4 separate regions of the Sus scrofa genome follow, and regions 1, 2 and 3 are each linked to region 4. The links are chromatin contacts, called in public HiChIP or PLAC-seq and promoter capture Hi-C maps. All regions are on one chromosome and are shown on one strand. The core of a region is the stretch at or near the end of the contact, and the rest is flanking DNA. Distances in the headings are between cores, read along the strand shown. Region 1 has its middle 14 kb from the start of TBC1D7. Region 2 holds the start of MCUR1 (mitochondrial calcium uniporter regulator 1). Region 3 overlaps GFOD1 (glucose-fructose oxidoreductase domain-containing protein 1). Region 4 holds the start of NOL7 (nucleolar protein 7).

Evidence for each region. Promoter capture Hi-C pulls out the DNA fragments that hold promoters and counts their contacts. HiChIP or PLAC-seq counts read pairs in DNA pulled down with a chosen protein or histone mark.
Region 1: a contact with region 4 is called in an H3K27ac HiChIP or PLAC-seq map of skeletal muscle. The contact joins the enhancer-like site here to the promoter of NOL7 in region 4. A contact is called at or near these places in 1 of 5 promoter capture datasets (liver), 6 of 47 Hi-C or Micro-C datasets (fetal skeletal muscle, heart right ventricle, liver and 3 more) and 2 of 2 datasets of contacts at active chromatin or transcription factors (alveolar macrophages and skeletal muscle).
Region 2: an H3K27ac HiChIP or PLAC-seq map of alveolar macrophages shows a contact between it and region 4. The contact joins the promoter of MCUR1 here to the promoter of NOL7 in region 4. A contact is called at or near these places in 1 of 47 Hi-C or Micro-C datasets (liver) and 2 of 2 datasets of contacts at active chromatin or transcription factors (alveolar macrophages and skeletal muscle).
Region 3: a promoter capture Hi-C map of liver shows a contact between it and region 4, with 6 times the contacts expected there. The contact joins the enhancer-like site here to the promoter of NOL7 in region 4. A contact is called at or near these places in 1 of 5 promoter capture datasets (liver), 5 of 47 Hi-C or Micro-C datasets (embryonic fibroblasts, heart right ventricle, liver and 1 more) and 2 of 2 datasets of contacts at active chromatin or transcription factors (alveolar macrophages and skeletal muscle).

What each region holds. Positions count from the first base shown.
Region 1 is chr7:9,719,307-9,725,525 of Sscrofa11.1, forward strand. No RefSeq gene overlaps it. Among named protein-coding and RNA genes, the nearest start is that of TBC1D7, 14 kb to the left of the region's middle. Within about 2 kb of position 4,590, at least 4 of the 83 cell types and tissues checked have an H3K27ac peak or open chromatin away from gene starts, as enhancers often do. A contact at or near this core is called in skeletal muscle, where this site is marked.
Region 2 is chr7:10,137,862-10,144,535 of Sscrofa11.1, forward strand. MCUR1 (mitochondrial calcium uniporter regulator 1) reads right to left here and starts at 5,036. Exons shown (of 8, transcript XM_005665577.3): 1 at 4,496-5,036. The coding sequence starts at 4,925.
Region 3 is chr7:9,780,710-9,786,968 of Sscrofa11.1, forward strand. The region is part of intron 1 of GFOD1 (glucose-fructose oxidoreductase domain-containing protein 1); the gene reads right to left. Among named protein-coding and RNA genes, the nearest start is that of GFOD1, 70 kb to the right of the region's middle. Within about 2 kb of position 2,877, at least 25 of the 83 cell types and tissues checked have an H3K27ac peak or open chromatin away from gene starts, as enhancers often do. A contact at or near this core is called in liver and skeletal muscle, where this site is marked.
Region 4 is chr7:9,966,112-9,972,924 of Sscrofa11.1, forward strand. NOL7 (nucleolar protein 7) reads left to right here and starts at 3,372. Exons shown (of 9, transcript XM_021100198.1): 1 at 3,372-5,388; 2 at 5,477-5,537; 3 at 6,134-6,192. The coding sequence starts at 5,129. SIRT5 (sirtuin 5) reads left to right here. Exons shown (of 10, transcript NM_001105308.1): 10 at 1,810-1,893. The coding sequence ends at 1,885.

The DNA.
Region 1 (6,219 bases), core at 3,340-5,839, 250 kb before region 4:
CAGTGGTCGGAAAGGTTAATGGGGAGGTGGTTGGGGTCACGTGGGTTATTGTTAGAACTTTGGCCTTTTCTCCGTGAAATAAAGAGTTTTGAGCAGAGGCATGACGTGATCGGATTCCTAGTTTAAAAGAACCATATTTCTTGCTAAGTCGGGAACAGATTCAGAGTGCCACGGGGGGGAAATGGGAATAAGAGCCAGTGCAGAAATGGGGTTAAGAACCACCGCAGAAATGCAAGCAATAGGATGTTGCATTAACCATGTTTGCAGCTTCTGCAACATCTTCTTTGCAGATGTTTTAACACCTGTCCTACAGGTACATGCCAGACACTCCTCATTCTGGCACACCTGAACATACTTGAGTCCCCATGAGCCTCCTGTCTCCATTACCACCCCTTCCTTGAGAAAAGTCCCCCTCCAGGGACCTGCTTTTCAAATACAAACCGACCAGTCCAGAGTCCAGGCCCCAACCACCTCCACTAGCAGCTCCCACATCTGGGCCTCTATCCTCCTGCCCAAATCCCCCCAGGGCCGGGTACCAGACACCTAGGGTCAGCCCCTCTGCCCACAGTCTGCTGAAAGTATTCATACCAGCCAACCCAAGCCTGCTTACCCTGCCCCCCCTTTCTCCAATGGAAGCCACAATAAAGGCTCTGGGGAGTACCTGTCATGGTGCAGTGGAAACAAATCCGACTGAGAACCATGAGGTTGCAGGTTTGATCCCTGGCCTTGCTCAGTGGGTTAAGGATCCAGCATTTCTGGAAGCTGTGGTGTAGGTCAAAGACACAGTTTGGATCCCACATTGCTGTGGCTCTGGTTTAGACCAGAGGCTACAGCTCCGATTTGACCCCTAGCCTGGGAACCTCCATATGCTGCAGGTGCGGCCCTAAAAAAAAAAAAAGAAAAAGAAAAAGAAAAAAAAAAAAAGAGGAACAATAAAGGCTCTGGCCCACAGGTCCCCCCACTGTCCGCCAGCTAACAGCCCTGGTGCTTCCCCAGGTGGCCCCCCACAGGGTGGCACACCCCCTCCTCTTGGGACGTCTGAGTCAAACAGTCTTTTCTTTTTTTCTTTTCACTTAAAAAAAATCTTTTTTGGATTAGAGTTGACTTACAAAATTGTGTTAATTTCAGGCATAGCGCAAAGTCAATCGTTACACAGGCATATACACCCCTTCCCAAACGGTCTCTCCAATGGCAGGCACCTCCTGATCCTGTGGCCTTATTACACTTCACACTCCGAACCAGGACACGGTGTCTCAGAAGAGGGATGATGATGACTGGAACAGGGAAGTAACACGACAGGGGGACCCATGGTCAGACTGTAGGTGTACATCCCTAAAGAAGAGCCTGTCGGCGACCACTGACCTGCCGAACTCTGCAGCAGGGGAACTTGGTACGTGCAAAAGCCAGGAATGCTTGTGATGGCAAAAGCCAGAGAAGCAGGTGTACCAGTGCAGAGTTCCACAGAGCAGGGTCTCCTGTCAAAATAAAATAAGGGGCTTAGAGGGTAACCTTGCTGTTCTTCAGGCAGCTGCACTAGATCTTAGATGTATACACCCGGGACTTTTATTGCTGGTGGTCTCCCCAGATCTCGCTAAGAGACAGCTTCGACCCTCCCTATGCCTGCTTTTGGTCACTCATCTACACACATCACTTTCCCTAATAAAATCTTGTGGGCTAAAGCCTAGGGGCCTTTGTTCTGTGGAACAGAGTGCCTCTTGGTCCCCCACTTTTATTTATTTTTTTTTAATTTTTTATTTTTTGTCTTTTCTAGGGTCACACCTGCAGCATATGGAGGTTCCCAGGCTAGGGGTCGAATCAGAACTACAGCCGCTGGCCTATGCCACAGCCACAGCAACCTGAGATCCGAGCTGTGTCTGCAACCTACACCACAGTTCACGGCAACACTGGATCCTTAACCCACTGAGCGAGGCCAGGGATCGAACCTGCAACCTCATGGTTCCTAGTTGGATTCCTTAACCACTGAGCCACGACGGGAACTCCCTGGTCCCCCTCTTTTAAAATGTAAAAGAGTCTTGTGTGTTTTGTGTGTCGCACCATCCCTCTTTCAGGCTCTCTGGTTGCCCTGCAGTGCAGGATGCAGCAAGAGCCAACAGGTTTTCTTTGCAAATTAGACACAGGGAGTGACAGAGAGCAGGAGTTGGCAATGACCTGGAGAGCAGAGCCTCAGCACCTGCATGAGTGGGAGGAGCCAGGGCAGGTTTGGGAGGAGCCTGTGGACACTGGTCAGTCTTGGACATAGAAAGTCTCAGATGCTCTCAGGCATCCAAGTGGAAACGTCATGTAGCTGACTGATCACAAGACTGAAGATGTCAATTTAATGCCTCTCAGCCCTAAATCCGCCTTTCAGGGCCTGCTCCCTGATAACGGAGTGGAACCTTGCACACATTTTTACTGTGCCCTCTGGCGTGATGTTAAGCTCTCTCAGCAGAGTGCCCTGGTGGGATGCTGCAAGAGCAAGGGGTTGCTTTTCCTAATTCTGGTGGACTTTTCTTGACAGGCACCTGTACTGCAAACCCGGCATCTACAGAGCTCTTGCAGTGGGCATTAGCTGGTGCCAGCACCTAGCAGGCGGCAGCACAAGACACCTCCTCCTGGAGGGCCTCCCATAGTGCCCTTTTGTGCAGCTTTGCACCAAGTCTCAAAGTACAGGCCAACCAGCAGGCAGCTTCCCCAGCACCCAAGCAGGCCAATAGCCAAGTGAGTCCCATCCATGCAGCAGCTAAGCAAACCCCCTCCCACCATCCCATGAACCTCAGCTGTTCCCTCTCTAGTGAGGTCTGGGTCTCAGCCCCAGGGTCCGAGTGGGGGTCCCCTATTCCAGATTTGTCCTCTTCTCAGGCTCTCTATCCCAGCCCTGGGGGTAGTGGCTGTTCCTTGTAGCTGCTTTTCCTGTATTTCTTAGAGTTTTTGTTTTTGTTTGTCTTTTTAGGGCTGTACCTGAGGCATGCAGAGGTTCCCAGGCCAAGGGCTGGATAGGGGCTACAGCTGCCTGCCTACATCACAGCCACAGCAGTGTCGGATCCAAGCCACAGCTTACAGCAATGCCAGATCCTTAACCCACTGAGTGAGGTGAGGGATTGAACCTGTGTCCTCATGGATGCCAGTCAGATTCATTTCTGCTGAGCCATCATGGGAACTTCTGTTTAGAGTTCTCTACTCCTTGCTAGCCAATCTTTTTTATTTATTTATTTTGTCTTTTTGCTATTTCTTGGGCCGCTCCCGCGGCATATGGAGGTTCCCAGGCTAGGGGTCGAATCGGAGCTGTAGCCACCAGCCTACACCAGAGCCACAGCAACGTGGGATCCGAGCCACGTCTGCAACCTACACCACAGCTCACGGCAATGCCGGATGGTTAACCCACTGAGCAAGGGCAGGGACCGAACCCGCAACCTCATGGTTCCTAGTCAGATTCGTTAACCACTGTGCCACGACGGGAACTCCCTTGCCAGCCAAGCTTGCATTGCTCTAGTCCCCCGTTATAATTAGACTAAACTGTCCCAGCTCAAATCACTGTGTGGTGTCTGTTTCCTAATCGGTCCCAGCCAATGGGGCTCAGCAGAGAGGTCCAGGCAGGAGGTATAAACTTGGGAGTCATCAGCCTATAAAGGCTACTTAAGAGCCATGAGATCACCAAGGCAGCGGGCAGAAGAAGAAAAGGAAAGAGGGGATACTTCAGTGTCAAAAGGTCAAGAGAAAAGGACAAATTCACATAAGAGACCAAGAAGGAGCAACCAGTGAGGGAAGAAGAAAGTCAGATTTTCCTGGAAACCAAACTTAAAAAGTCTATCAAGTCCCGAGCGATCAGTGTATCAAGTACCGCTGTCACATCAAGTTAAAGGAAGGAGGAGCGATGACCTTGACAAGACTGATGAAAGCAAAAGCCTGGTTGGAGTGGTTTTAGGAGAAAAGGGGATAAGAGATGGAGACAGAGCATATCAGCAGCTCTTTTGAGACGTTTGGTTGCAAAGAGAAGCAAAGAATTGGGTGGTGGTTGGAGGGATAGGGAGTGACGCCAAGATGCAGAAGCAGCGTGTATGTTGTTAGGAAATAGTTCAGTAGTAAAGGAAGAATCGCTGATTTGGTGAGAAGGGGGAGAATTTTCTGGAGCACATCCTGGAGCAGGGAGGGTAGGCTGCGACCCGGAGCACACGTGGGAAGATAGCTGAGGCTGCGTCGTTAGGGGTTGACCTAAGTCAAAAGTCAAGTGTAAGCATGGAGGTTAGGTCCAGGTGGGTCAGCGTGGGGGACTTCAGGTAGGGATGGAACAGGACCACGAGAATCAGCTGCATTTCTCAGCCTCGCCTGAAGGTAAGTGTAACCATGAGGCTAAGTCTTGGCCAAAGGATCTGAGAGGGTCATTTGTGTGAAACTTTGGGTCATGCCCTTAAAGGGAAGGAAGACATTCTCCCAAGTCCTCTTGCCTGCCGGCTGGGAGGCAAACTGTTATGAGCCATCCAGACCGGGACAACTTCCTGGAGAAGACAGAGCAACCAGATAAAGAAGCCAGGCCCCATCTGCTTAGGAGAGAAACTTTCCAGCTTCAGCTGCCACAGAGAAAGCTACACTTAACCTTGCTTAAGCTTCTGTTATTTTGAGCCTCTGTTTTATGCACCTAAATATAGCCAGATGAATACAGATTTCCAAATATGCCCCGAAGCTTGGAGAAGTTGTTTTGGAGGCTAAGTCTGTCTCATCAGGGTTTAACCACAGAGGTTAAAACATCCCCTCAATTTTAAAAGAAAAAAAAAGTGAATCAAAGACGCAACCAAAAAATTAAAGAGTATGCAAAAATCTAGTGTGTAGAGTCTACACGTCTAAACCCTTACCTATGTCCCTAGAAACTTCTAGGCGGCATGATGGGAGGCAGACCTGGGGTCCAGAAGACAGGCCTCTTCAGCAGCAAGGGGAGCACATGGAAAAGAGAATGAAGGCCCCTGACCTTGACCAGACACTCAATGGAAAGCTGTCATTCTTGGCTAGCTGAACTTGTCTCCCAAAGTCAAGCTGAGAAAGGGGTTGGGGGCTTAGAAGCGGCTACCCAAGACCCCCTTCCTCCACCTCCCTCCTGAAGAAAGGCAAAGTTCTCAGATCATAGAAATGCAGTAGACATTATTAGACAGAATAATTGAGGGGGGGACTCCAATATACGGAACACAGCATCTAGATCTGTGCTGTCCCCACGGGGACCCTGGGCCATCTGGGAAGGCCCGGCTGTATTTTCTGGCTATGTTCCTAGTTTCCTTTTTTAGTTTCTCTTTTTCCTTTCTGAAGGAATTCCGAGATGGTACAGGTTTACTTGGCTATTTATGTAGTGCTGTTGATCCCACATCACCTTGAAACCACTTAGCAGCTCTGGGCCTCCTAATCGCATCACTTACTGTCGGGAGGGAAGGTTGAAAGGAGGGAGAGGAATACCAACCTACCTTTTTTTTCCTACTGTACAGCATGGTGACCCAGTCACACATACACGTATACAATCTTTTTTTCTGACACGATCCTGCTCCATCCTAAGAGACTGGACATAGTTCCCAGTGCTACACAGCAGGATCTCATTGCATCTATGAAGCCCACGTTCCCAAACTATCCCACTCCCTCCCCAACCTATCTTGCTTTCCGGAAAAAAAAAAGTGCACACTGAAAGAAAGGAGGGAAGGAAGGAAGGAGGGAAGGAAGGAAGGAAAGAAGGAAAGAAGGAAAGAAAGAAAGAAAGAAAGAAAGAAAGAAAGAAAGAAAGAAAGAAAGAAAGAAAGAAAGAAAGAAAGAAAAGAAAGAAAAGAAAGAAAAGAAAAGAAAGAAGGAAGGAAGGAAGGAAAGAAAGAAAGAAAGAAAGAAAGAAAGAAAGAAAGAAAAAGAAAACGAAAGAAAGAAGGAAAGAAGGAAAGAAAGAGGAAAGAAAGAGAGTAAGTGAAGAAACTGACTCAGGAAACACTTGACTGATGGACTTTCTCCATCCTGGTGCACCTGCTCCCTTTTTTCCAGGAGTATGTACGTTAGTACCGTGTGGCAAACAGACTCCACGGGATTCATCACAGGCTGATTACTGTGCAATTTTTAAAGAGCCAGAAAATAAAAGGGGGGGAGGTGGGGAGGCGTCAGGAAAAAGCGGGCAGCTGAGTAGAAGTGGAAAGAAGCGGAGATCCATGAGCACGGAAGAACTGGGCTGAATAGGAAAGGGCGCTGCCCTTCAGACAGACTGCC
Region 2 (6,674 bases), core at 3,786-6,285, 170 kb after region 4:
TTCGTGACAGCATCTTTTGAAGCACAAAAGTTCATTATTTTAATCAAGCGCAATTTATCTTTTTCTGTTGTTCCTTTTGCTTTTGGTGAAGAGAAACCATTGGCTGATTTGAGCACACAAAGATTTACACTTGTTTTTTTCCTAAGTTTTAGGTGTTAGCTCTTAACATTGGGTCTTTGAGCCATTCAAGTTAATTTCTGCACATGGTGTGAGATGGGGGTTCAACTTCATTCTTGTGCATGTGGATGTCCAGCTGTCCTTGAACTACTTTCTCCGTTAAACTGTCTTGTGACTCATGGCAAAAATCAATCGATTATAAATGCAAAGGTTTATCTTTGAGTACTCCATTCTATTCCACAAGTCTGTCTTATGCTAGTGCCACATTTTCTTGGTATGTAGTTTGTAAGTCAAGTTTTGACATCAGGAAATGAATCCCCCAACTCTGTTCTTTATCAAGATTTTCTGGCTACTCTGAGTTCCCCATATTCCTATATGAACTTCAGTATCACTCTATCAATGTCTACAAAGAAGCCACTTGGAACTCTGATAGAGATTATGCTAAATCTGTAGGTCACTGTGGGGAGTACCGCCATCCTAAAAATATTGTCTTCCAATTACCAACATCTCCACGGCCCTCACTCTCCATTTATTTAGGTGTTTAATGTCTTTATTCGTGTTCTATGTAGGTTTTGTACTTTGGGGGGGGGGTTAAATTTAAGTCTCTAATTCCTTTCGATGCTACGGCAAAAGGTACTGCTTTTTAGAATTTTCAGATTGTTCATTGCTAGTGTATAGAAATACAACTGACTTTTGTTTCCGTACAATTTGTATATTGATCTTATATCCCACCATCTTGCTAAATTCACTAGCTTTCATTGGTTTTTAGTGAATTTCTTAGAGTTTTCTATGTATAGGGTCATGTCGTCTGTGAAGAGTGATAATTTACTTCTTTTACAATCTGGATGGCTTTTCCTTTTCTTGCCGAACCGCCCTGGCTAGAACTGCTAGCACAGCGCTGCATGGAATGGTGAGAGCAGCCCCCCTCATTCCTGACCTTGGAGGGAACATATCCCATCTTTCACCATTTAAGCATGAGGTTAAGCTGTGGGTGTTTCAGATGCCCTTTATCAGGTGAGGTGGCTCCCTTCTGTTCCAAAAAAATTGGTCAAGTGTTTCTTTAATGTGAAGGGGTGTGGAATTTTGTCAATTACTTTTCTTTGTCTTTTGTGATGATCGTGTGGTTTCTCTCCTCTAAGGTGTGAATATGGTACACTGCATGGAATTGATTTTCAGACAAAGTGAACCTGCTGTTCTGAGACAGAATCCTGTTTAGTCACAGCATACACTCCTTTTTATAGACTGCTCAATTTGGTTTCCTAGTATTTTTATAAGAGATGTTGATCTGCGGTTTTTCTTCCTTATCTTTGCAGAAGACTATGTTTAGAGAGACGTGTTCTAACAATTTATGTATTACCTTTTCTATGAATTTCTGTGAATTTAACCACAGGTCCAACCCATTTTTGTAAGCTCGTTTCAAGGTCTCATTTGAAGGAGGTAGCAGAGTAATGATTTTCTGGCTTTTGTGTTCCATCAACCACAAAAAATAGATTTAAAAAATATGGACTAACTGCAGTACGAATTTGTAACTCTGTCAAGAAAGGACCTTTAAACATAATAGCTCTTACTCTTACAATCATACAAAAAGAGACATTTTGACAGCAAAAGGAAAAGAGATGGACAATATAAAACTTAAAAACTTTCCATTTAAATGTAATGAACATAGCTATATAAAAATCTTGCTACATACTTGTTCTTACTGATCTATGACACCAGGTGTTATAGGAGACAGAAGAGTCATCTAACTCAAAAGGTTTTACTCAGTAGCTCTCCTAAATGACCAGAAAGATACTTCAGCTCATCAACTCTTATTCTCAATCCTTCACCCCTAAATACTCAAAGGAAACTGCAAGTAAGCAGAAAAGGTGACATGGACAGGACCCTACAGATCTGATGCTTTTCTGTAAGCTGAAAGCAGTGGTTCTCAAATTACTGGCAACTTGGAGTTAGGGTGGCTGTGTTCACAGCACCTAGGTACGTACAGGAGGGTCAATAACCACCTGGTACCAAGCACTGTTTGCAGACTGACAAAATAAAAGATGCAACAACTATTCTATGTGTGTGTGTGTTTAATGGTAAAAATAAATAAATAAATAAATAAAAAGTGGGGGAGGGGGCCTTAGCTTCAAAGAAGCACCTGCCTATAGTATGAGGCCCTTGGCAAGGCACACAAAGCCTGTCCTAATCTAGCCCACTCATCCTTTCAGCGTTCATTCCAGCCACCTAAGCTATCCTGTTACCTGCACTTTCAGACCTTGGTACACCATCCTTGAGCTCGGCTTGCTCCTCCTTCTCAGCTGTAAATTTTAAGCACCCTTTTTACCCCTTTGCATCTACTCTGACGATGTGCTAAGCACCCATTATGTTCCATTAGCACCCATTATGTTCCATTAGCGTTCCATAAGCACCCATTACGCCATAAGCACCCATTACGCTACCTCTGCGACCTGCCTCCCCAGGTCAGGGAGCAGCCTTTACTGTGTGTACCCAGCCCAGTACAGAGAGCTCTATCACAGCAGCTACTAAGTTATTTCCCTGTCTGTGTGTTCCTTCAAGCTCCCCAAGAACAGACAGTTATTTTTTGCATCATTAGCATCTAGCAGAGGGCCTGGTACACTGCAGACCAAAAACAACTTTTTAAAAAAATTTAACAGTATGGATTCTAAGATCTGGATCTAGAGACTGTCCAGAAGGAAAGTTTGAGATGAACTCCTTTCTCCTCTTCACGTATGGCCTTCCCTTTTCACTTAAATGAGCTCACTTAAATTGGGCACCTCTTTTTTCATCCTTTATCTCCAGCCCTGGGCAAAAACTGGCCTCCATGAGAAGACATCCTGACACAGATGAGCCCTAGCAGGAGAAACAGTGGTGAGAGAATGAATGAATGCATCTCTCAAAGGGATCTCTCAAGCCACCCATCTCAGAACCATGCTGGGCTGTCCCATGGGTTAGGGGCTCAAAAACCTTTGAGTCTAGAATTAGCTTACGAAAAGTGACAGAATTATTCTAGGCCTCGATTCCTTTTTTTCCAGTAACAAATAATCATTGTGTAATTTAAAACAAAACACCTCCTTGCACACACAAAACAAACTATCACTGCTACTTTTGAAGCAAGTGAATTCCAATTTAGATACGGCAGATTTTTTTTCTTTTCAAAAAAAATTTGGAATTTCAATTGCAAGCTCATTTCAAAGAAATATTACTGCTGTCTGAAAAGTTGAGAAAACGACTAGCCACTTGCCACTTAGCCCTCCAAGCCCTGCTGATGGAAGGTGAATTCTGTCTTGCCTCCATCCAAGGGCAGTCCCTGAGGACACAGCAGTATTCTGGCACTGGGAACACCTCTGACTCACTTTTCCTCCTTTATTGTGACAACAAAACGAGGCCCAAGAACTATGAATTCCCACTAACAATCAGGAAACAAGTAACCTGACCTATGCTAAAGTATAACATGTAATTCTCCTTTGGGGAGGGGAAACTTGAGCATATAGAAAGGATATTAAAACCCTACACGAGAAGCTCAAAGTTAGATCCTTAGCCCATGAGCGAGGTCAGGGATGGAACCTGCGTCCTCATGGATACTAGGCAGATTCGTTTCCACTGAGGCACGACAGGGAACTCCTGCTTAGGCTTTCTTAACCTCACGCAAGACCCCCTGCCTCACCTCCTTTAAGTATTTCATCAAACGGCACCTTCTCCATGAAACCTACTCCAATGACTATTTAAATTAGTAACTGGAGGCTCACTCACTTCGTGGTGATCTTACCCCCTTTATATTTTTACAGCATTCATCAGATTATATACATTATTTATGCATGCATAAATAATACACACACATATATATATTCTCCTCTGCTAGAATTAAGCTCCAAGTAGGAAAAGATTTTGTTAGCTGATACATCCCGCGGACCCAGCAGAGTGCCAGGGAGAGTGGAAGCCGGTGCTTAACGAATTAATGAAGCCACGAGAGTTTGAAATTAAAGTATAAAACAATCCCTTCATGTCCCTTAGCTTCCATCCTCAAACTCGCAAGCCTCCGGCACACCTGCTCCTTTACCGGAGTCGCTACACACACCGCGCACCTGCAAAACAGAAACCTGCGAGCGGGCGCCACGCGGCGGCTCTACAAACGCGCGCGCTCCCTCCTCCCCGCTCGTACCTCCTGCCCCGCATTCCATTAAAAGCTGCGCCCTGCACCCGGCGCCCGCAGCCCGACTCACTCGGATCCTCTCCGCTGAGGGAGCCCAGGAGAGCGCGGACCAGAAGGGCGGGGCCCGACAGACCTTCGTCCCCGCGGCCGGGAGGAGCCCGGCGACCTCGGCTGACCCGCCCTCAGGAGCGCAGAGCCCAGCTCCCGCCGCCCCGGCCCGGCCCTCACCTCTCCTCGAGGAAGCGAGGGCGGCCACCCGCCGGAGGCATAGGTGGAGCGCGCCCGCCGCGCAGGCGACGCGGGGGGCCAGGCCCGGCTGCCACCTCCACGCGCCGCCGCGCCCGGCCGGGGGAGACGAGGGCCCGGCGCGCCACCGCTCCCAGTTCGCCAGCGGCCGGCGAGGGCCGGCGGCGGCCAGGCGCGGGAAGGGCACAAGCAGGACGAGGAACAGCGGGGAGGCACGTGACGCGCTGGCACGGGCCGCCGGGCCGCGGGGCCGCAGCGCCCCCAGACCGCCGGGGAGCGTGGGCACGAGGCGGCGCGCGGGAACGCCACGGCCGCCCGGGCTTCCGCCGCGGCCCGCGGCCAGGAAGAGCAGAAGGCGCCGGCGGCCGGGCAGGCGCTTCGGCTTCTCCCCCGCGACGGAGCCGCAGTCCATCTCCGACGCGGTCACTGGCCCGGCCGCGCGCTCATGCCGGTCGCGCGCGGCCGCGGCGCGACACCGACAGCAGGAGCGAGCGTCGGCGGCAGCGCCGAACCGGGTCTTTCCTGTCGGGCGGGCGGGGCTCTGGGCGCGCGCTGGCGGAGGGGCGGGGCTCCAGGGCTCGAAGGGGCGGGCTCCGGGGCTCGAAGGGGCGGGGCTCCGGAAAAAGGCGCGTCCCAGTCCCAGCGAGTTCCAGTCCGGCAACCCGGAGGACCAGGAGGTGGCGGTGGGCTCTCCCGGAGCTGGATGACCTCGGTATTGCCACGATTTGCATATTCAGTACACCGATGTCCTTATAAAGCCATTAATTACCCTGGTGCTTTTCAGAATCCCAAGTCCGAGCACCACCAGGCTGCCCTAGGTTTTCCTAGTCCAAAGTTCCCCAAAGTGTGGCGCTGGGGTGCGTTTTAAAGAATTGTTAGCCGGGTGTATTTTAAAGAATTGTTAGAAGGTATAGCCGTTACATATTCAACACATTTAAAGCTAAACTTTCAGCTTGATGAGTGCGTCATAGAAGTGAGAAAGTTTCCATCTGAGAATTTCAAACGTAGGAGCTTGAGTGGTCAGTGAGACCTGCTGGTATAAAAGGATATCTGATTCCAGGGGCGTTCAGGTCAGTGAACTTTTTGAATGCCTATCGCACCTATCTCCAATATTGGTCCATTGTGTGAATTCAGCAGTGTTTCTTGAATGAATGAATGCAGTGCTCAAGGCACCAACCTAGAAGATACAAAAATAAAAAATAAAAGGAGCCCTTTTTTTTTTTTTTTTTTTTTTTTTTTTTTTTTTTTTTGCTATTTCTTGGGCCGCTCCCGGCATATGGAGGTTCCCAGGCAAGGGGTTCAATCGGAGCTGTAGCCACCAGCCTATGCCAGAGACACAGCAACTCGGGAACGGAGCCGCGTCTGCAACCTACACCACGGCTCACAGCAACGCCGGATCGTCAACCCACTGAGCAAGGGCAGGGACCGAACCCGCAACCTCATGGTTCCTAGTCGGATTCGTTAACCACTGTGCCACGACGGGAACTCCAAGAGCGCTGTTTTCTTACACACCTGTATATATAAAATACATGACACGAAGAAGAGACAGAGCTATAAAGTGCTGGTAAGAAGAGAGGGCATATGGTTATGGAAGTGATGTAAGTGGCTATCAAAATATTAAGAATTAAAAACATTAAAGGCCCAAGTAGACACTTTCAGAAGGGGTTAGTAGGAGTTATACATCCTTAGAACTGATAGGAAACAATTTAGCAATATGCTTCAACAGTGTTTTATGTTCATAAAATTTGCTTAAGTCACCCAACTCTGAAAATTTAACCTAAGGGAATAATACAAAATATTTTTTTAAAACTCTACTAGATTGGACTATATGAACTTGTCATTTTGATAGATCAAAATGTTGAAGATTTTTAATTTCATAGGGATCAACCTAATACATGCACAAAGATATTCACTGTATTGTAATTTATGATTGTGAAAAGATGGAAGACACAAATTCCAACATTAGAGGAATGGTTAAATAAACTATGGCACAGACTTTATTTAATGAAAGCCGTTTGTAGCTTTTTGAGGTTGAGGTATAACTTACATGTAATAAAAATGCACAGATCTTAGTTCAGTTTGATGATTTTTGATTGTATACCTCATATAACCACTACCCAAACAAAATATAGAATACGTCCATCACTCCAGAAAAGCTCTA
Region 3 (6,259 bases), core at 1,627-4,126, 190 kb before region 4:
CAGTAAGACCTGGGGCTGTGCAAACAGCCAGGCTCGCAGCAGCCACTGTCCTGGCCTCCCAGCCCAGCCACAGGAAGGAGGAGCCACAGAAGGACGTCTCCGGGCAATGGGACACCTAGGCTCAGAGATGTCAGCTGTGAAAAGGGCGGCGGCTCCAGGCCCAGACAGAACCAAACTCCTGGCCATCACTGTGCCTCCCCCACTGAGAAGCCAGGACCCACAGAGACGCCAGCTGTCCATCTGCATCCCGTTGCAACATGTGGCCTGTTCCCCTCAGATGCAGGAACAGAGTGTCACCTGGGGGACCTCTGTCCCTCAGAGAAAGGTCAGTGGTTCATCAGCCACAGATGGAGGCCTGCGAGGAACCAGGCCTGAGAGTGACAGAGCTGCTGGGCATTGTCAGCGGACTAAGGCGGGACCTCGCCCCACCCAGAGAGAGGCCCAGGAAGCGGCTCCTTTTTTTCTTGGTTTTTTTTTTTTTCCTCTTTTCTTTTATTAGGGCTGCACCTATAGCACACGGAAGTTCCCAGGCCAGGGGTTGAACTGGAGTTGCAGCTGCCGGCCTACGCCACAGCCACAGCAACACCAGATCCGAGCCAAGTCTGCGACCTACACCCCAGCTCATGGCAATGCCGGATCCTTAACCCATTGAGCGAGGCCAGAGATCGAACCTGTGTCCTCATGGATACTAGTCGGGTTCGTAACCCACTGAGCCACAATGGGAACTCCCCCTGAAATTCTTATGTAGAACCACCCCCCACCCCACCCTGGTACCTCAACACGTGACTGTGGAGTCCGGGTTGTTCAAGAGGTCATTTAAGGTAAAAGAAGTCACAAGAGTGGGCTCTGACCCAGTATGACAGGTGTCCTTACAAGGACGCAGACGTGTGGAGAAGGAAGAGCACATGAGGACAAGAGAGGACGGCCACCCCCCAGCCCAGGACGGAAACCTCAGCGGAAACTGACCCTGCCCCCACCTTGAGCTCAGCCTTCCAGCCTCCAGAACCCTGAGGAAATAAATGTCATTGCTGAAGCCACCCAGTCCACAGTGCTTTGTAACAGCAGCCCCGGCAGACTAATACACCACCAGGCTGAGGCTATCGTAGCAGAGCTGCTGTTGAGCTGGTATGAACCCGTGTGGAGGCAGAGCCGGTGTCACATCTGATGGGTGATACTGGTTATAAAATATTGTCCACATCTGCCCCCTCCCCACATCTTGTTAGTCTCATCCCAGTGGTGCCAACCCTCGGATGAGAGACTCAGCCTTTGACTACAGAATCAGCGAGACTATGTCTGCGTTCGGCCTCCCTCGTCTTGCCTCCCCTCACTCCGCCCAGGGCGCTGCCTCCTCTGAGCACCTCCGCTTTCTTTCTTCGAAGCATGGAAGTTGCAAGAGTGGGGCTCCTCTGAGCAAGGTTATCACTAAATCCTCATCCGACAAGCCCTTGAGATCCTGTAGGCTTTAGAGAGAGAGCGTTGGTGGCTGAGGGATGGGACAGGGATGCTATGACAACAAGCACCCTCGGGTTTGCTCAGCACCCGTTCACAGCCTTCCAAGCGCTCTCTGTGATCACCCACTGTACACACAAGACGCCCAGCAACATCTGAACTGGGCAAGAAGTTGTATCAGAGTACCGAGTGGACCCAGGCCAATGGTCCACCCTCTTGCTCTGTCACTCTGTCACTGGCCATCATGTCCCCTGGAAATGTCTGCCCCTGAGTCTATGCATGCTCCTGGCGCCTTTGCCGCTCTCTCTCCTCTCCTCTCTCTCCTTCCCCCCTTCTCCCTTCTCCCTCGCTTTGGTAAAGCTGCTGGCCACACAATTTTGTGGAGCATTTGCCCATGATGCCCTGGGCCTTTCACACTCTCGCAGGCAGCAGAAGGAAGCAGCAGAGGTGAACCGGCAGTCTTAAAAATCTGCCTGGGGACAGGCACCATGAGCACAAGGTCCCCACTTGCTAGGAATGCTTCTGTTGCCACTGATCTCCAGTCTCTCCTGCCACCAAGGTACAGGAGCACAGCTGGGGCCAGCAGGGACAATGACATGTGATAAGCCTGCATTCCTTGGCCAGGGATAATCAAAAGAAGAAATCTGGGCCAAGAAAAACTAATAAAATCTTTTCTAATGGATGGTGCCCACAGGGGCATTCCACGCCAGGAGGGTGGGGAGCTCGCACGTGGCTGAAATTGAGCTCTTTCCTCCTCCAAGGCTGAAAAGGATGGCTGAGCATTCTTTGGCCAAAACGGGGGGTGGGCGTGGGGGAGCACGGCTCTGAAGCATGCATCGCCCCTCCCACCAAGGCCACCCAGCTCCCACCACCTGGCGCAGCAAGCACCTGTGCCCCTGTTTCAAATAAGCACGTGTACAGACCAACCCACAGCTAAACCCAAGAGACGGCCTAGCAGATCAGCCCCCAAGACTGCCGAGGGAACCAGGTTCCATCTCAGAGTTCAATTTGGTTTTGCCTTTTGAACAGCAGGAACTACCCAGCACAAAGATGCCCACGACAAAGAAGGCAACAGAAAATGCATGAGATGGCTAAGCCGCTAAAATCAGGCCCTAGCATCTGCAGGTATGGTTTTCTTCCACTTTCAGTTGCTGAAGTAAAACCATGTTTGTTCTGCAAAGGGAGAAGGGCTCATAATACCAGTCGATGGCAATTTGTATCCGGCCGTGGAAGGCAGCCACTTAAAAGGCTGTCCCCCAGTCAGGCTAAGGGGCATGAAACCACTTGTAAGCACCCGCTAATAGGCCAGGCGCTCGGGGGAGGCCACTGGAGGAAAACAAGAAAACCTGGCGTGGACCCTGTCCACGAGCATCCTGCAATCTGGATGGGCCGGAAAGATGTGCATATTTGGAAGTGACTGGAGGTGGCAGTGCGGTCACACTGGACAGAGGGCCAGATCGTGTGACGCAGGCATCAGTGCTTAAGAATGTGGAGAGTGCCAGGGTCAGCCAGCCCCACTGTACTGCCAACCAACTAGACAAAACTAGCTGGTCAGGCCACAGGGCCCAGCTGCTTGTCTGAGACAGGCGGTGATGCCTTTGGTAGCTCGGGGTTATAACGGCGTCCCTGGCTGGACACACTGCCCAGCACAGAACGGGACAGAGTGGGTCTGAGAGCAGCTCCTGGCGCCAGCACCTGCTGCGCGTGTGACCCCAGGCCCCTCACACGATACTGCTGGGCGCCCACAGCTCCAGCTATAAATGGAGACGGATACATGCACTCCCATCATTGGGCTGTGGTAGAAAGAGCTTGGGCGCAGTGCCTGGCACCCAGGGGGTGCCTGATAAATGCCAGCTGTCATGACCGCGGGCCTGGGCTTCTAAAAGGCCACCCCTCAGCTAACAGCAGGAATCAGCATATTCAGACCAAGTCCAAGGATAGATTCAGTAACAGAAAGTCAACTTAACTGTGAGCGGACAAGGAAGGGCGATTAATTACAAAACAGAAAGAGACTCACAGACAACAGAAAACTAACTTGTGGTTACCAAAGGGGAAAGTGAATCAGGAAGGAATACATTAGGAGTCTGGGATTAACAGGTGCGCACCACTCTATATCAAATAGATAACAACAAGGATTTACTATAGGGCCCAGGGAACTATACTATATTCAAATTCATGTAATACTCCATAATGAAGAATCGGGAGCGAATATATATGCTTAAGTGAATCCCCTCACTGTACACCTGAAACTAACATAATATTTATAAATCACATCTACTTCAGTTAAAAAAAAAAAAAAAGATAAGGGAGTTCGAGGCCCCAGGTGCCAGGAACACAGCATTATGCAGAAGAGGCTGTAGCTCAGAGCGAAGGTCACGGTCCCCCCAGCTCACATGGTCAGGTACAGAAGGCCACCTGCTCTTCCTGCGGGCGGCCAGCGGCTGCGGCACCCAAGCAGGGAAGCGAGGTCAGGGCTCAGGGGAAAGGGCATCGGATGTTCCAGAACATCCAGCGGCAGCCAAGGAGCCCACCCTGTGCTGCAAGGACTCACAACCTGTCACCGCCTGGATTCCCGTCACTCCCCAGCAGCCTCCCCCTCCTGGCGAGAACGCCTAGAACATTCCCCAGAGTTTAAAACATTACCCTCCTGTTCTCATGTTTTCTTTCTTATTTTCTTTAAACTATTCATTTGTTTGGTTATTTATTTATTTATTTTTGTCTTTTTCTCGGGCCACATCCACAGCATACAGAGGTTCCCAGGCTAGGGGTGTAATTGGAGCTGAAGCCGCCGGCCTACGCCACAGCCACAGCAACACCAGATCCAAGCCATGTCTGCGACCTACACCACAGCTCATGGCAACTCTGGATCCTTAACCCACTGAGCGAGGCCAGGGATTGAACCCACAACCTCATGGTTCCTAGTCGGATTCGTTAACCACTGAGCCACGAAGGGAACTCCCTTGTGTTTTCTTAAAGTCAGTCCCCTCCTCTCTTCCACCCCTTCCACAATTTTGTGTGTGTGTGTGTGTGTGTGTTTTTAGGGCCACACCTGCGGCATACGGCGGTTCCCAGGCTAGGGTCAAATTGGAGCTACAGCCGCCAGCCTACACCACAGCCACAGCAATGCAGGATCCAAGCCGCCTCTGTGACCTACACCACAGCTCACAGCAACGCCGGATCCTTAACCCACTGAGTGAGGCCAGGGATCGACCTGCATCCTCATGGACAGGAGCCACAGCGGAACTCCCTCCACCCTTTCTAGAACTTGAACATGCAGGTCTGCTCAAGAGAACATTCCAGAACACGCCAAATCATGGGAAACATGACCTTTCCTTGCCAGCCAGATTGCCTGGCCTTTCCACCCACTGATGCCCTTCAATACCGACATGCCCTGGGCTGGGGGCCACTCTTCCTAAGGAACCGAATGCGGTACGGTTGAGTCACCCCACCTTCTCCACCCACCTTGTCTGGCCACCCAAGCTCAGAGCACAGAACCAAGCTCTCAGAACGTGGATGCTACTGGGCGTGGTCCAGGCCCAAGGGCAGCTGCCTATCTGGGATGCCTTCCCACCCCATCTTTCCTCAAGGTGAGGCATCTGCCCACGTCCTGGGCCAGAGGGGGATCTGGCCTTACCTCCCCAGGGTATCAAGTAAGAGGCCAGAACCGTGAGGGGCTGGCTTCACTATCTGGGCGAGCTGACTGCTCACACCCTTAGCAGACCAAGATCTGCTCTGGATTGGGGTGTGCAAAGGGCAAAACGAGATAAAGAGCACAAGGCACGCAGCTTGGCGTCTGGCACACGATGCCCACTCGCCTACCCCGTCATTAGCATCATTATCTGTATGCGTATTATGACTGGTGTGCAGTTTGCTTTTCATTCATTCAACAAACACTGACCATGCTTTTCCAGCATCAGCCATGTGCCAGCCACACATGGTCCCAGGCCCCCCGGAATTTAGAGTTGAGTTGGGGATACAGCCAATAAACAAGCAGAGACAGACACCATTTCAGGTGTGGAAGTTCCAGGAAGGAAGGCATCAAATGGAGTCTGTGATAGAGAACAGAGCAAACTCACAGTCGACAGCGAGACCAGCGATGCCCTCAGCAAAGTGATACTTAAACTATAATCTTTTTTTTTTTTTTTGGTCTTTTTAGGGCCACACCCATGGCATATGGAAATTCTCAGGCTAAGGTTTGAATTGGAGCCACAGCTGCTGGCCTACACCACAGTCACAGCAACACAGGATCGAGCCACGTCGGCAACCTACACCACAGCTCACAGCAATGCCAGATCCTTAACCGAGGAGGCCAGGGATCAAACCCATGTCCTCATGGATACTAGTCAGGTTCATTAACCGCTGAGCCATGACGGGAACTCTGCTAAAAATCGTCAGGATGAGAAAGAGCAAGAGCAGAGGCACACAGCACTCTGAGCAGAGGGAACAGCAGGTGTGATGGCCCTGGGATGGGCAGAAGTTTGACAAGTCCCCAAAATGACAGAAAGCCGGTATGGCTGCCATGCCATCACAAAGGGAGAGTCACTGGGTGAGATGGAGGGTTGGGCAGAGACAAAAACTAAAGGCTTTGGAAGGAAGTTTGCTTTTTTTTACCCTAAGGGTGACAGGGAGACACCAAAAGGTTTTCACTGGGAAACCTCGCTTAGATGGATCACGCCTGATTCAACTATTCATAGCAAACATTTATTCTGTTTTTTTTTTTTTTTTCTTTTTAGAACCACACCCATGACATGTGGAAGTTCCCAGGCTAGGGGTCTAATGGGAACTGCAGCTGTCGGCCTACGTCGCAGCC
Region 4 (6,813 bases), core at 2,122-4,621:
ATATAAGGAGTTCCCATCATGGCTCAGTGGTTAACAAACCTGAGTAGCATCCATGAGGATGTGGGTTTGATCCCTGGCCTTGCTCAGTGGGTTAAGGCTCTGGCGTTGCCGTGAGCTGTGGTGTAGGTTGCAGACGCAGCTTGGATCCCGCATTGCTGTGGCTCTGGCGTAGGCCGGTGGGAACCTCCATATGCCGTGGGTGTGGCCCTAGAGATGGCAAAAAGAGAAAAACAAACAAACAACCCCCTCCCCCGAAAAAAGTAGAATGAAATATAAGATTTTACTGAAGCTTCTTGTCATTCCTTTCATCAGTGGTTTCTATCTCCTACATATTTTTATTTTTCTTTATTTATTTATTTTTGTCTTTTTGCTATTTCTTGGGCCGCTCCTGCGGCATATGGAGGTTCCCAGGCTAGGGGTCGAATCGGAGCTGTAGCCACTGGCCTACACCAGAGCCACAGCAACGCGGGATCCGAGCCGCATCTGCAACCTACACCACAGCTCACGGCAATGCCGGATCGTTAACCCACTGAGCAAGGGCAGGGACCGAACCCACAACCTCATGGTTCTTAGTCGGATTCGCTAACCACTGCGCCACGACGGGAACTCCCCACCTATGTATTTTTAAAATTCCAGTGACAGGGTTTCACCCTAGAGATTCTTATGTAACTGAATGTGAATGTGAGGTGTCTCCTGGTTTTTATAAGCTTTTCCTCAGTGATTCTGATGTGCAGCCAGCATGAGAACCAATGCTCGAAGTCTTCATTGGGGTAAAATTGTGTCACAGGCGGTGTGGAAACCACTTACCTATAACCCTCTTCAGGGAGTGAGCTGGCTTCGTCCTAGACTCTCCAGGTCTTTTTAACCAGCCACGGCCTATGTCCTAGGCCGTGCTTCCTCAGCTGTGTCTTATAAGCAGCGGGAACCAGGAAGATGCCTTTTAAAAAACTGACTTCTCAGAGTTCCCACTGTGTCTCAGCGGGTTAAGGACCCAGCGTTGTCTCTCTGAGGATGCGGGTTCGATCCCTGCCCTCGCTCAGAGGGTAAAGGATCTGGCGTTGCTGTGGCGGTGGTATAGGCCAGCAGCTGCAGCTCCAGTTCGAGCCCTGGTCCAGGGAACTTCCACAAGCTGCAGGTGCAGCCATTAAAAATAATAATAATGTGACCAGTTTTTTTTATTTCATTTTTAATTGTGCTCAGTTGCTTTTCTTAGTAATAATGCACAGAAATTTGTTGGGTTTTCCCCCTGTGCTAAATGTTTTCCTTGAAGGAAGCAAAAGTTGTTAGGTTTTCTTCTTTTCTCCCCTCCTCTTTCTCTGTTTTTCCTGCTTTCTGCCAAGTCCGGCTAGTCGTGAGTTCCAGAGGGCGGCTTGAGAGGCCTCAGCTGATGCCTCAGTTAAAGTCCTCATCATCTGTGTGGTGCCTGAGGTGCTTCTCCTCTTGTCCTTAGTACCTGTGAGTGCTGTTCTGTGTAGTAGGTAAGGTTTCATAAAGCTTAGAATTTCAGTTATGAGTTTGGCTAAGTAATCACAGAATGCACTTTATAATCAAGTCTCCCCTTCTTCCTTGAAATAAAATTCTCATTTGTAACACCTCAATTCTAGGCATTTGCTTTCCCAGATGCCCTTGGTGACTGACGTGTCTTTGTTTGGAATTGTCAGACACCAGATGACAGAACTGGGCTCCAGAAGGCATAAGACTGCATGTGTGAGAACCTGGCTTTCACTCTGGATGTAACAAAGAGAGTTGACTTTCTGTAGCAGAATGTTCATTTTGCTCATAACTGCCATACCTCGTCTCCTGCTTCAGGTTTCACTTCCAGGGGCCATGTGGGACGACTCTTCCTGAAGCCCTAGCTCCTCATGAAACTGAACCTGTCTCTTAGTCGTCCCGGGGAAGGAAGAGATCACAGCACAGCGAAGTACCAGGCCACCGACGGGAGGAACTGCCTTGCCGATGGTGAGCTGGAGGTTGGAAGGTCTGGCAACATCTTGTGATTCTCCGGTTGGAATCCTCACTGCTGCCAAGTGACAGGGACGTAGAAGCAGGGGGAGTAAAGGTGTTCCGAAGTCATAGAACTTCTGAAGTCAATTCATGGGATTTGGTTTGAACCGAAACACAAGGTGCCTCTGACACGTTTGGTTGGTGACGGGGAGGGACACACGTTTGTCAGGGAATGATCTAAAAGATGTAATTTTCCAGATTGTATTTCTGCTCTTTGGGCAAGGCTAGAAGTAGAGGGCTAAACCCCTGATATTTGTGACTTTTGCACAAGGTTTGGTGGAAAATAAAAGCACTCTCTACAGCAGGTCATTTGCTGTATAAAGGTGGTTATCCCAAAAGATGTCTTCGTTGGGGGCTTTTTCTTTTCCGTGCTTAGCTTGTCTGGCTGCCTTCTTACCTCCGGGTCCAGAGAGAGAGCTTACACCATGAACTCATGCTCCTGCCAGGAAGGAAGGGAAACGTCACAGCCAGGTGGAAAATCAGGATGAGAGAGAAGAATGATGCAAAATGTGTCGACTCTGTGGATACACACGGCCGGCCGCCTCTCATTTAGCACCACCTTTCTCAGCAGCCAAGGGGGAAAGGGAGCTGCAGGTTGGCCGTTTCTCAAGATCGTAAACAGAAGCACGCTCCTCCTCCCCACAAACACAAGCCCTGTGGGGTCTGCCAGGCTTTCCAGACACTGAATTTCTTCGAAGGGAGTTTTTCCGGGGAGACTTTAATGATGTATGCTCGTGGTCATGCTCCCTTGAGGTCAGGTGGGAGGAATATAGCCTTCTCGAGTCCCACCGTCGAATCCAGCACCATGAAGGCCTGCGGGCAGCCAGCATCAGAGGCTTGATGGGGAGGAGTGGCAGGAAGGACGTACATTCGAGGTAGACTCCCTGGGCAATTGTGCAGCTGAGCCACGTCACCTCCACCCCTTACAAAAATTGCATTTAACATGACACCCTTGGCTTTTGTAGAAAGAGATGACAAGACACTGTGACAGAAAACCCTGTACTGTGTTTGCAAGTCCTGCCCTTTAATAAATCCTAAGGATCCCTTGCACGAGCAAGAGGGGGGTCCGTAAGCCTCAGGGAAGCTCAAGGACCAGCCAGGCTCCCTCAGGACTCCCTTCAGACTTTCCACGGGTGGGTCAAAGCATCTACACTGAGGGGCTTGTAATACTTCTCATGCAGTTTTTGTGTAGAATACCTTTCTTCACTTCTAATAGCTTTGCGGTAGGGCTTCTCAGAGTGTGCACTATCCATCTCCCTAGTGTTAGCCGTGATTCAAGTCAGCATACTGTCTCAGAGTCTGATTATATTTTTCATTTGTCGTTTCTATCTGACCAAGGCGTATTTTATTTTTTATTTTTTATTTTTTTTTGTCTTTTTGCTATTTCTTGAGCTGCTCCTGCAGCATGTGGAGGTTCCCAGGCTAGGGGTCGAATCGGAGCTGTAGCCACCGGCCTACGCCAGAGCCACAGCAACGCGGGATCCGAGCTGCGTCTGCAACCTACACCACAGCTCACGGCAACGCCGGATCGTCAACCCACTGAGCAAGGGCAGGGACCGAACCCGCAACCTCATGGTTCCTAGTCGGACTCGTTAACCACTGTGCTACAACGGAAACTCCAAGGTGTAAATATTTTAGAATTCTTCTTTTCAATTCCCTTCCTCCTAGGCCCTTGGCACCAGTGGCTTTTTTTGTTTCTGTTTTGCCATTTTTGTTCACCTTTTAGTCTTGTTTTTAAACTAGGAATTGCTTCTAAATCCGAGAAGATGAAAAGAGCATTGAAAATACTACAAAATTCATGTGAGGCAGGATCATTTGACTTAATTTAACATTACTGAACATCAACCATATGAGAGATGTTAGAAATACAGTGATGAGTGAGACGTGGACCTTGACTCAAGGAGCTCACAAGGATTTGGTTGGGACAACTGTCATCTAAACTATTACACAGCGTGGACACTACAGCAACAGAAATTTGTGCAAGATTCAGAGGAGAACGCAGTTAAGAGATGGGCGATGGGCGCAGCGAATGGGGGCGACGTTAAGGTGCTTGAAAGGCTTCAAGAGGAAGTCCGCCTGGCTGGGAGTTTTTGAAGTTTAAATAGGAATTCTGTGTGTGTAGGGGGATGGGGGGTGGGGGGTATCACTAGAGGGAACCGCCTGTACAAATGCAAGGGGCCTATGAAACAGCTTGGTTTGTTCAGAGAACGGTGAATCATTTGCTATTGTATCATGGGTTAGGAGAAGATAAAAGCAAAGATTATGAAGGGCCACGGAGGCTAAGAGACGAAATTCGCATACTTGGGGCGGGTGGGCGAGTGGGGTAAATACACACAGGCTGGGGTTGCGTTCACCAAGTCATTGTGTCATGGGCAGCCGCTGTGCAAGGTCCTGGGGTTGCAGCAGTGAACCCGGGATCCCTGCTCTCGCCGAGCTCACGTTCTAATGGGGGAGTCAGTCAACATACAGGGAGAGGGGTCAGTGAGAACGCGGAGCAGAGGCACGGACAGCCAGTGGCCCAGGGCTGGTGGTCAGGATTCCTGCGAGACGGCGGCCGAGGTCGCCACGCACACGTTTGCTGCTGAGGATTTGAGTCTGAGTATGTCGACCTTGTTTCTTCGTTGGTGACAATGGAACATGGGGTCCTGCCACTATAGCGCACTTCTCTCTTTTAAAAACCGCACTTCTTTGGGGAGTGGAGAGTGAAGGAAGCCGAATCTGGATCGATCAAGGAACCCCGAGCTTAAAAAAAAAGCGGCGATAGGGCGACTGGGCTTGCAGTCACCGGACGGCGTGGCTCCAGTTGCATGGAGGACCCAGTTAACCCTGCTCTCAGCATCCTCCCCGCCGAGAAACAAGCCCCACGTGCACTCGCTCTCGCAGCTCTGGACCGAGAAATGACCACCTGAGCTCCCGCTCGCAGCCTCCGGATCGGGCGGAAGGGAACGCCCCTTGCTTTCCTTAGGCCACGCCCTTCCCCGCCCTGCGCTTGCGCCTCCCGGTAGCTCAATGAAGCCTCCGAACCTGCAGAGGGCGGCAGAACCCCGTCGCCTGCTCTTTACGTCACGCTCTGCTGGCGGCTGCTTCCGGGTCAGAGGGTAGCAGTTTCGGCGCAGCTTGGGTCATGGTGCAGCTCCGGCCGCGCGCGTCTCGCGCCCCGGCCTCGGCGTCCGCGATGGTGGACGAGGGTCCGCCCGCCTCGGAGGAGGAGGCGGAGCACGGCCTGCTGCTTGGGCAGCCCAGCAGCGGCTCGGCCGCCGAGCCGCTGGAAGAAGACGAAGAGGATGATGAGCTTGACGACGAGGCCCCGGAGGAGCTCACTTTCGCCAGCGCCCAGGCGGAAGCAAAAGAAGAAGAGCGGCGAGTTCGGGAGACTGTGCGCAGGTTCGGAGCCCGCGGCCTGGCGGGGAGAAACGCCCCTTCCCGTCCCGCTCGTCCCTGCCCGCTCTGATTTTTCCACCGTTTCTTTCAGGGATAAGACGCTTCTGAAGGAGAAGAGGAAGCGACGCGAGGAGCTGTTCATCGAACAAAAGGTTAGAGGGGAGGGAGGCGTTTTTCACTGCCCAGCTCGGGTTAGAATTCGAAGCTGCTGCGACATGGGGTGGAGGAAGGTCGCTGATTGCTAATTTTTTCTTTACACAATGGTGACAAGACTGTGCGCGGGTGCTTTGTTGTCTATCGGTTGAAGATGGGAGTGAGAAGAGGTGAGAACCTCTGACGCTCCGTGAGGTAGTTTATCTGAAACTGGGTCGCTGTGAGAATTAAGCGCTTTGTAGCCCGAGGGCCTTACAAAGAGGATGGTTGGTTTGCTCTCTGGCGTTTAGCAGACTGGCTACAGAATTGCCCGCAGGTGGACGTGATAGTAACTGCTTTCAGTGTGTACCAGTGACCTGAGAGTAGAATGACAGTGGGCACTTGTCATTCTTCAGATCTTTCAAAGCATGTGGACGAGGTTCGGAGTTGCTGGTTCCCAGGCTTCCCACAGCTTAGAGATAGTGGAGGGCAGTGTTCAGCCCAGTTCACTATTTGTCTCTAGGGAGGGCTCTTCTTAAAATGGTAGTAAATTCAAAAGCAATCCGGGACATGTTGTCATGAACCTTTTTTACTGACTTTTAAAATGTCTTTTAAGAAAAGAAAACTTCTTCCAGATACTATCCTAGACAAGTTAACTGCAGCGTCACAGACTGAGTAAGTAATGGATCTTGTTTCATTACTCGTTTACATAGTCTTTTTGACTGTTAGTCTGTGCTAACTGGTACAGGTATTTATTTGAATCCAAATAACTGAAGAAACTATAACGCCTAAATTTAAAAGCTATACAGGAGGTATTTGAACTTAGAAAGGTGGAAGGAAATATTTCGTGTCTTTTTGACCATTTTTAATTTTTGTTGTGGTACCTGTAGCTTCTGAGTTGCTGACCCCAGTGACATTTTACCAATTTGGTAAATTGTCACCCACTGTCATTGTACTAGGGGCAGGATAGATGGTGTGAGTAAAAGCAGAGTGGCAGGCACTTATCCTCAGGCTCCTGAAATTCAGCTTTACCCCAACTTGCCTACTTGCTACCAACCTGTCCTCCCTCCTCGTTCCCCATTTCATTTGGCAGCTTTGCCACCCACCAGATTTTCAAAGCTAAATGCTATCCTCCTCTTCCTCATCTATGCCATGGAATCCATCAAACCATACTAAATTTAGGCTTCCAAATATTTGCTACTTTTCCCCCCTCTTCCCCCTTGTCTCCTCTTACTGCTTTCAGTTCAAAAGTTTAACCCTATATTTTGTGCCCAAGACAGTGGTTCTCAAGTTTTT